Regions from separate parts of the Sus scrofa genome. Here region 1 is linked to region 2. The links are chromatin contacts, called in public Hi-C maps. All regions are on one chromosome and are shown on one strand. Each heading gives the region's core, a stretch centred on a gene start, on an enhancer-like site or on the middle of the called end of the contact. The rest is flanking DNA. Distances are from core to core; before and after follow the strand shown. Region 1 holds the start of ADAP1 (ArfGAP with dual PH domains 1). Region 2 overlaps ADAP1 (ArfGAP with dual PH domains 1).

Region 1 (3,704 bases), core at 568-3,067, 44 kb after region 2:
TCGTTACTCCTCAAGCTGCCGGACAGATGAAGCCAGACGCTGATGTCAGGGCCCAAGGCGGAGGAGCACAGATGTGGTCCAAGGCAGGGGGCCGACCCTCAGAGCCCCTGTGCCTGGGCCGAGGCGGTGGGTGGCCACAGCAGCTGCAGGGTGTGCCTCGCCAGGGAAGCCCCCCTCCCTCCTGCCCCCCAGGGAGGCTCTGGGTCCAACGAAGCCCTTTCTGGGCAGAGTGGCCAGGAAGGAGAGGGACAGGGCCAGCCCCCCCCACAGTCCCCAGGCCAAGCCTGAGATCAGAACAAGCAGACGGCCTCTCTCATGGGACCTCTCCCTGCCGTGGCCTGTTTTCCAGAGCAAGTCCGGGTCACAGAGGTCCGGGAGACAGGGGCAGGGGCAGCTGGCAGGAGCTGGCACAGAGACGGTGGTGACCTGGCCCCGCGGCACAGCAGAGGTGGGCCCTGGGAGGCCTGCCTGCCTCCAAAAGAGCCTGTCACCGCCTCCGCTCTGGGGCACTCATCCCAGCTACATACTGCTGCCCAGCAGAGACCCCCCCCCGGGGGGGGGCGGCCCCGTGGGTGGGCAGCAGAGGAGAGCCGGGAAGTGGGTTCTAGGCTGAGGGCGTCCAGAGACTGCATCTCAAACCAGAGTCTCCGGACAAACGGGAAGACTTTGTTTCCTCTCTGGGGGCGTCGGCCCCTCCCTAGTGGTTAGGCTGCTTGTTCGGAGGGGCTCCAGCTGGGAGCCCCCAGTGTGTCCCCGCAGGGCGTGGGGGACACCCTCCCTGCGCAGGACTTGAGCAGGTGCGCCGCTAAGCCCCACCCCCGCCGCAGCGAGGCCCACCGGGCTGCCAGCTCCGAAACAGGGTCGTGCGGGCTTGAGAGCAAAGCCTTGTCCTCTCCCGCCAACCCCAGCACACGCGGCCGCAGGAAAGCAGGGAAGCACCCTGGGTTCCGGCGCCTTGGAAATCACCCCAGAACAGGCACCACCCAGGAGCAAAGTCTGGGAGGATGGGATGCAGGCGGCCCAGCGCCTGTTCCAGCCGCACCTGCCTCCCGGCCCCACCTGAACTGGCCGCCTGCCCCGGAGCAGCGAGGCCGGGTGGGGGGAAGGGACGCCCTTGCCCACCGGCTCCACGTGGAGGGGGCAGGTGCTTCCTCCCCCTGCGCGGGGCGCCGTGCAAAAGGGTGGCTCCAGGCGGGGGGGGGGGGAGCATGACGTCACCCCCAGGTGGTGGGGAGCCGTGTGGACCCCCCACACCCACGCACAGAATCCCGCGGTCCCTTGTCCGTTCTCTGCCTGCAGCCGGTCGCCCGCCACGATTTCCTCTTTCTTTGCGGAGCCCGAGGTTTCGCAAGGCGGCGGCGGTCCGCGGGTGACAGCGAGACACGCAGCCGGGGGGAGGGGAGGCGGCGACACAGCTGCAGGCCGGGGGCGGCGGGCAGGCGGTGTCCGGGCCCCCGCAGGTGCCCTCTGGCCCGCGCCCCACCCCAGAGAGGACCGGGCTGCGCGCGGCCCGCGCCCCCCAGCCACGCAGGCGCCGCGGCAGCCCTCCCCGGCCCCGGGGCTGGCATCCACCCGGGCCCTCACCCACGCGGGCCGGCCGCTACCCCGCCCGCACCCACCCGGGCCCACAGCGACCCTGGGCGCACCTACCCGGGGCGCCGCAGTCGGCGCAGTGCGCGTTCCCCGGCCGCTGCAGCAGCTCCAGCACGGCCCTCCGCCGCTCCTTGGCCATGGCCGCGATGCCGCCCGCCCGCCCGTCCGTCCGCGATGCCGGGGCCGGGAGCGTCCGCCCCGCCGCGCTAGGGCCCCGCGCAGGCCGCCCGCCGCCGCCGCCGCCCCTGCGCCATCCTGGGCAGCTCAGCTCGCGCGCCGGTTCCGCATTCCTGCCGTCCGGCCCGGCTCCACCGCCGTCGCTCTCGTCGCCGCCGCGGCAGCCGAGCGTGTGCCGGCGCGGGGCCCGGGGCGCACGGCGCGCTCTGGCCGGCGCGGCCCGCGGGCGGCCCCCAGCGGCGCGGGCGGGCGGGCGACCTCCTCCCGCGCCGGCCCCAGCCCCAGCCCCAGCCCCGGCCGGCGCGCCCGGGACCTCGCCTGGGGAGGTCTGCCCGCCGCCCACCTTGGCCCAGCGCAGCGGCCCACCTGCCCTGGCGCGACGCCACCAGCCACACACAGTGCTGGGGGCTTGAGGGAACCAAATAACCACAGGCCTGGGTGGGACCCTCCTCGGTCCTTTGGGCCCGAACAGCGCCCACATACCTGCTGTGCACCCAAGGGGCAGCGCCAGGCCCAGTGGGCTCGCGGGGAGCGCTGGTTGTAGGTAGGGATGCAGGCCCAGCGCCCCGGCGGGGGCTCACGCCTCGCTGCCCTGGGAGGGAAGCCCCAGTGCGGTGGGTGCTCCGGCCAAAGAGGGCCCCCTCCCTCTGTCCAGCACCGCCAGGACAAGGCGTGGGCCTCGGTGCTCTGGATCAAGCCGTCCTCGGTCAGGAGGCCTGGACCCCCAAGGGGCGGAAGCTGGAGGTGCTGTGCCCAGTGCCTTGCAAACTCTTTCCATTCTCTTCTCAAATCATGAATGCGACCGTATTGTTACAAAACTGACACAGGCGGAAACATTACAGCCCCTTGACACCCCTGCCCCAGGCAACTGGTAGCCTCCTTCCAGAAGGGTCCTCGGCCTGTCAGACTTGGGCGGGTGGGTCCCTATTCCTTCTGATCTGCCTCCAGGGTTCTCAGTTGGTCTGTGCATTTACGCTTAATAAGCCTTACATACTTTTCAAGTCCATACGTGTGGATCTACTGTTCTTTCTCAAAGGCTGCTTTCTAGGAGTTCCCGTCGTGGCTCGGTGGTTAACGAATCTGACTAGGAACCATGAGGTTGCGGGGTCGATCCCTGGCCTCGCTCAGTGGGTTGAGGATCCGGCGTTGCCATGAGCTGTGGTGTAGGTCGCAGATGTGGCTGTGGTGTAGGCCAGTGGCTACAGCTCCAATTAGATTCCTAACCTGGGAACCTCTATATGCCACGGGTTCGGCCCTAAAAAGATTTAAAAAAAAAAAAAAAAAAAAGGCTGCTTTCTACTCAAAGTTGCACAGTCACTGGGTCACCCAGTCTCTGGCTGAGGGGTGGGCACTGGGGGTGATCTCAGGCTTGGGGGCGGGACAAGGGGAGGGGCGTTTGAACGGGTGACCCACCCTGCCCACTGGCCCCTCTGTGGAGGCTGTGTGGGCGCTGGCCCCTTCCAGAGCCAGGTGGGCCTCTGAGGCAGGATGTGGGAGCCATTTAGGGTGCGTTTTTCAGTCCTGTGGCTTCTCCCTCACCAGATGGAGTCTCTGGGGAGAGTCAGCGGACTCCCTCCCTGGGTCCCGGTGCCAGGGTCGGCATCCACCCCTCAGCAGGCTCACCATCAGCTCAGCAGCCCCCCTGCTGACTGGCCTCTGCGCACCCGGCATTCTGTCTGGCCCCTCACATGTGTGGTCCTGCTTAATCCCCATTTGAGAGACGGGGAAGCTGAGGCACGGAGCAGTTCAAGTGCACCCATGGCCACACATGGCTTCCAGTGGAAGGACCAGGACAGCAAAGAGATGCCCCCCAGCAGGGCAGGGTTGCTGAGGGCCACAGAGAGGCAGGGAGGCCACAGAGGGGCCTGGGGTAAGGGCCGGCGTGGGGCAGGCAGCCTCGCCCCGTTCCCTCGTGGCTTGTTTGCCTTCTCTGT
Region 2 (3,918 bases), core at 264-2,763:
GGCTGGAGGACTAACCAGAGGGGGCTCGGCAGGCGGGACCTGCAGGTCGCATGGGTGGGTCTCACTAACATCTTTGTGGACTGGAGCAGGGACCAAGCGGCCTTGCTGGGAGGAGACACATGGCTGGGGGCCTCTGTGCCAGGCCCCAGGCTGGCCCTCCAGGCTCGCCATGTGGCTTGTGCCTGGCAGGGCCCCGGCGGAGGGGTGTCCTCTGGGCCAGACGCACAGGGATGCCCACTCCGGCCACCTGCCCAGGAGGCCAGGGGCCTGGTTTCCAGGTTCTGTTCCCCAAGAGGTCGACACGGGAGCCCCGCCCCCACCCAGGCTGCCCGGCACCTACAGAGCTGGGGTGGGGTCCCTGCATCGGAGCTGTGTCACCCCAAGAGTGCCCCCCACTTCTTAAATCCGAGACCCACACACAGGCTCCATCACAGAGAGCAACGGACCTAACCCCAAAACGCAGGCAGAAAGTGGCAGAGATGCCTTGGGCCCCTTGCACTGCAGTGATGTCGCTTCATGTGCCCGCAGTGGCCCCGTGCCTCCGCCACACAGGAGGGCAAGCCTGGCGTGGGGTGGCAGGTTCCTGCCCCTAGGGCTCCACTCTTGGGGTGGGGTGCCCCCGAGCAGGAGTGGGTCCAAGCTGCGGTGGGAGGTGCTGAGTCTGTTGGTGACAGGGGCGCCGGGCCCCTGGACAACAGGGGCATTGTCAGCCTGTGAAAGGCGGCCCTTGAGGCTCTGGCTCCAGGCGGGGATGGTCTGGGGACGGAGCCAGGAGCAGCTGCTACGCGGGGTCACCCCAGAGACGCGCCTGCAGGGCCTGGGGCGGCGGGAGGCGGGGCCTGGCCCAGGCGCCCCCGCGTCTCTACCGCATTCTCTCGCACACCCGTGACCTTGGCCGAGGGCGGCAGTGCCAGGCTGGCACCGGCTGCCGTCCGGGGTCGCCACACCCTCCCATACCTGGGCTGTGGGTGCTCAGCCCACCCCACCATGTGGAAACATCCAAGCCGGCGGGTGCCCGACAGCACCCAGAACACCGCCGAGAAGACCGCCGCCCCGGCCCGGAGCCGGGTCCACCCTGAGCCGCCTCTGCCCGTGTTCACCGCTGGGGGTGCTGGTCGGTGCCCGGCCCTGGCCTTCGCGGCTCATCTGACGGCCTCTGACTGCTGACCCCGACCCGCCACGGAGGCCGGCCCTCTCTGCACTGGGAAGTCGCGGCCGGCTCCTGTGCCTCACAGGCGTCCGGGGTGACACCTGGGGACGCGTGGCCCTGGCGCTCCTCCCTCACGCCTTAGCAGTGGACGCCTCCGTGGGCGCCCTAAGCGTGGTGGGGGCTGGGCTCCCGAGGCCCTGGCAGGTGCCATGCCCGGTGGGGGGGACCCCACTCCACTGTGACCTCAGGTCCCCAGCAGCCCCTCTGAGCCCGACCTGGGCAGATGGGCCCCCGGCCCAGGCCCCTCGGCCACCTCACCCCTCAGAGCGGCTTCCACGCCCTGCGGGTTCCCCTTCCCGCACTTCCGCCTTCTCGTGGCTGTGGGCGTGCCGTCCCTGTGCTGTGGGAAAGTGCGCTGTGGCAAACGGGGGGGCAGACTGGAAGGACCCACGGAACCCAGTGCTCCTGGGGGGGGCGGGGCCTTGCAAAGAACAACGAGCCGGGCAGGCGGCCAGGGAGTGCCAGTCCAGTCGGGCTGTAGGAGGCACCTGTTCCACCTGCCCTGGGCGGTGTGGTGGGAGTGGGGGCGAAGGCTGGGGGGAGGGTGGGCAAGAGGAGGCTGGGAGCTGCTGAGGCCTGGTCCCTCCATCCCATGGAGCGCTGGGCAGCGGGCCAGCACTGGGCACCCTGCACTTCCCCTTGAGGGTGGCTTGCCCCGGGGTGGTTCCCTGGAGGTGGGGACCCTGCTGGTGGCCCCAGGGCCCATACACCAGGGTCCCTTCCTGTAAACTCAGGGCTTGGCCAGTGGGGTGCAGGTTGGGGGGCCCAGGCATGAATTTTGAAGGCTAGAGGAAGAGGTGGCATTAAGACTTGGGATGATGGCCTTAGTGAAATGGGAACCAAAGTGCCTCTTTAAAGGGCCTCTGTGCGGGGCCCTGTCAGCAGCAGCCATCTCTGAGTGGAGGGCAGAGGGGCCCAGGCTGGGGGCTCCCACCTGGAGGTGATGTGTGAGTCTGCGGGGCTGGGAGGGCCACGGGGACCAGTGCTCAGAGGTGGGGGCACATGTGCACAAAGGCCCTGCGGACGGAGTGGGGAGCCGGGGCCTCAGGCTGGAGGAGGGGTCTGCGCCCCAGTCCCTCCAGAGTCCCGGGACCCAGCTGAGCTCGCCTCTCTTATGCCATCCTGCGAAGGACGAGCCCTCTGCTGCCCCAACACACCGCAAATGGCGCCCCGCAGGCCTGCACTTGTCCAGGCGCAGGTGAGACCCAGGCCTACACTCCTCTGCTGCCCTGAGGGTCTGACGGAGAAGCTGGGCCTTCAGAGGCCACCCACTCACCACTGCCACCTGCACACCTGCAGGCCTCACCCCCGTCCTCGTCTGGGGCGCCGAGCCCTCTCGAGGTTTCGGGATGTTTCACGGGAAGGATGGCAGTGGTATCGGGGGGCTTTGAAACGGGGCCTCCTGGCCGGCCACGGGGCCACAGCCTCCGGAACCATGAGGAGCCTGGCCGCAGCCACCTGACACCCAAACACACCTACAGGTGCCCACCTCCCACACCCCACCGGGAGGACCCGTGGTTGTGCCGCCCTGAGCACCCCCGCTTTCTCGAGAGGACTCCAGAGGCAGAAAGGCCATTGGGACGAGGTCACACGCCCACCCCAGACCAGTCTGGGCCACAGCTGAGACTGTTCCTGACACTTCTGTGCAAGTCACACTCGCCGTTTCCTCACGGAACCAAAGGTGAGGGGTGGGAAGTGCGAACCTGCTGCAGTGAAGCCGCCACCGGGAGAGGCAGAACCGGCAGAGCAGACACCGGAACAAAGTCCTGACGGCACTGACTGAACCCCTAGATCAAGCCATGCTGAAGCCAGAACAACCATGTGAGCCTATCCATCTCCTGTTTCCTGGACTGGGTTGGATTTCTGTTGCTCACAACCAGAGATCCTGACACAGGAACAGACGCAAAATCCTGCCCTTGCCTCTGAAACGAGGCCACAGGCTGTCATCACAAACTGCTGAGACGTTCATGTGTGGGAGACGCTCGGGGTGAGTCCCCCGGGGTCCCAGAGCAGGGAGGCAAAAGAGTGTCCGGCCGCCCTCCCTCCCTCCCGCCTCAGGGATATCAGGGTGCATGACAGCTCTCTGGGTGGAAGGGACTGAGTCCAGGCCGCACACAGACCCGGGCCGCGTCAGGGGCTCCGGAGCAGAGGGACGAGGAGTGGCCGCTGCGTGGGAGCGGGGGCTGCACAGAGCCCTCCCCGCCTCCGCTCCCTCTGCGCCGCCTGCATCTGAACACCCCAGCAGCACACATCCACGTGCTGACCAAGCCGGCGCCTGCCCCACTCGCGGTGGTGCCGCCACGCTCTGGAGCCGCTGGGCCCCGCGCCACCCCCGTCCATGCCCCTCCCACCAGGACCCACCACCCTGTGGGCCCCCCAGGGCAGAGGCGCGCCCCCGCCAGCCCAGAGGTCCCTGGCCAGCCTGCGGTTCCCCACGCGCCCCCATCCTCCATCAAGGGTCAGGGCTGGGTGACAGCCGTGGGGCCCTGGTGCCAGGGCAGCCGGCTCAGCGTCAGGGGCGACGGACGAACACAAACACCCCACGTAGGCTCGGGGGGTGGGGGGGCAGAGACCCCTAAGGACGGACGGACGGACGGACGGGTGCCGCAGCCTCACCTGCAGAGTAGGGCTCCTGCCTCTCGGGGTGGGTGAACTCCTGCCGTTCGTACTTGGCGCGGATCCACTGCTCCCGCAGGAGTCTGGGGAGA

Evidence for each region. Hi-C and Micro-C count contacts between places; a contact is called where the count stands out from the background.
Region 1: a contact with region 2 is called in a Hi-C map of alveolar macrophages, with 2.0 times the contacts expected there. The contact joins the promoter of ADAP1 here to the enhancer-like site in region 2. A contact is called at or near these places in 1 of 5 promoter capture datasets (fetal liver), 5 of 47 Hi-C or Micro-C datasets (alveolar macrophages, blood, embryonic fibroblasts and 1 more) and 1 of 2 datasets of contacts at active chromatin or transcription factors (alveolar macrophages).

Annotation. Positions count from the first base shown.
Region 1 is chr3:613,654-617,357 of Sscrofa11.1, forward strand. ADAP1 (ArfGAP with dual PH domains 1) reads right to left here and starts at 1,818. Exons shown (of 12, transcript NM_214226.1): 1 at 1,651-1,818. The coding sequence starts at 1,732.
Region 2 is chr3:569,783-573,700 of Sscrofa11.1, forward strand. ADAP1 (ArfGAP with dual PH domains 1) reads right to left here. Exons shown (of 12, transcript NM_214226.1): 5 at 3,827-3,909. Among named protein-coding and RNA genes, the nearest start is that of GET4, 38 kb to the left of the region's middle. Within about 2 kb of position 1,514, at least 17 of the 83 cell types and tissues checked have an H3K27ac peak or open chromatin away from gene starts, as enhancers often do. A contact at or near this core is called in alveolar macrophages, where this site is marked.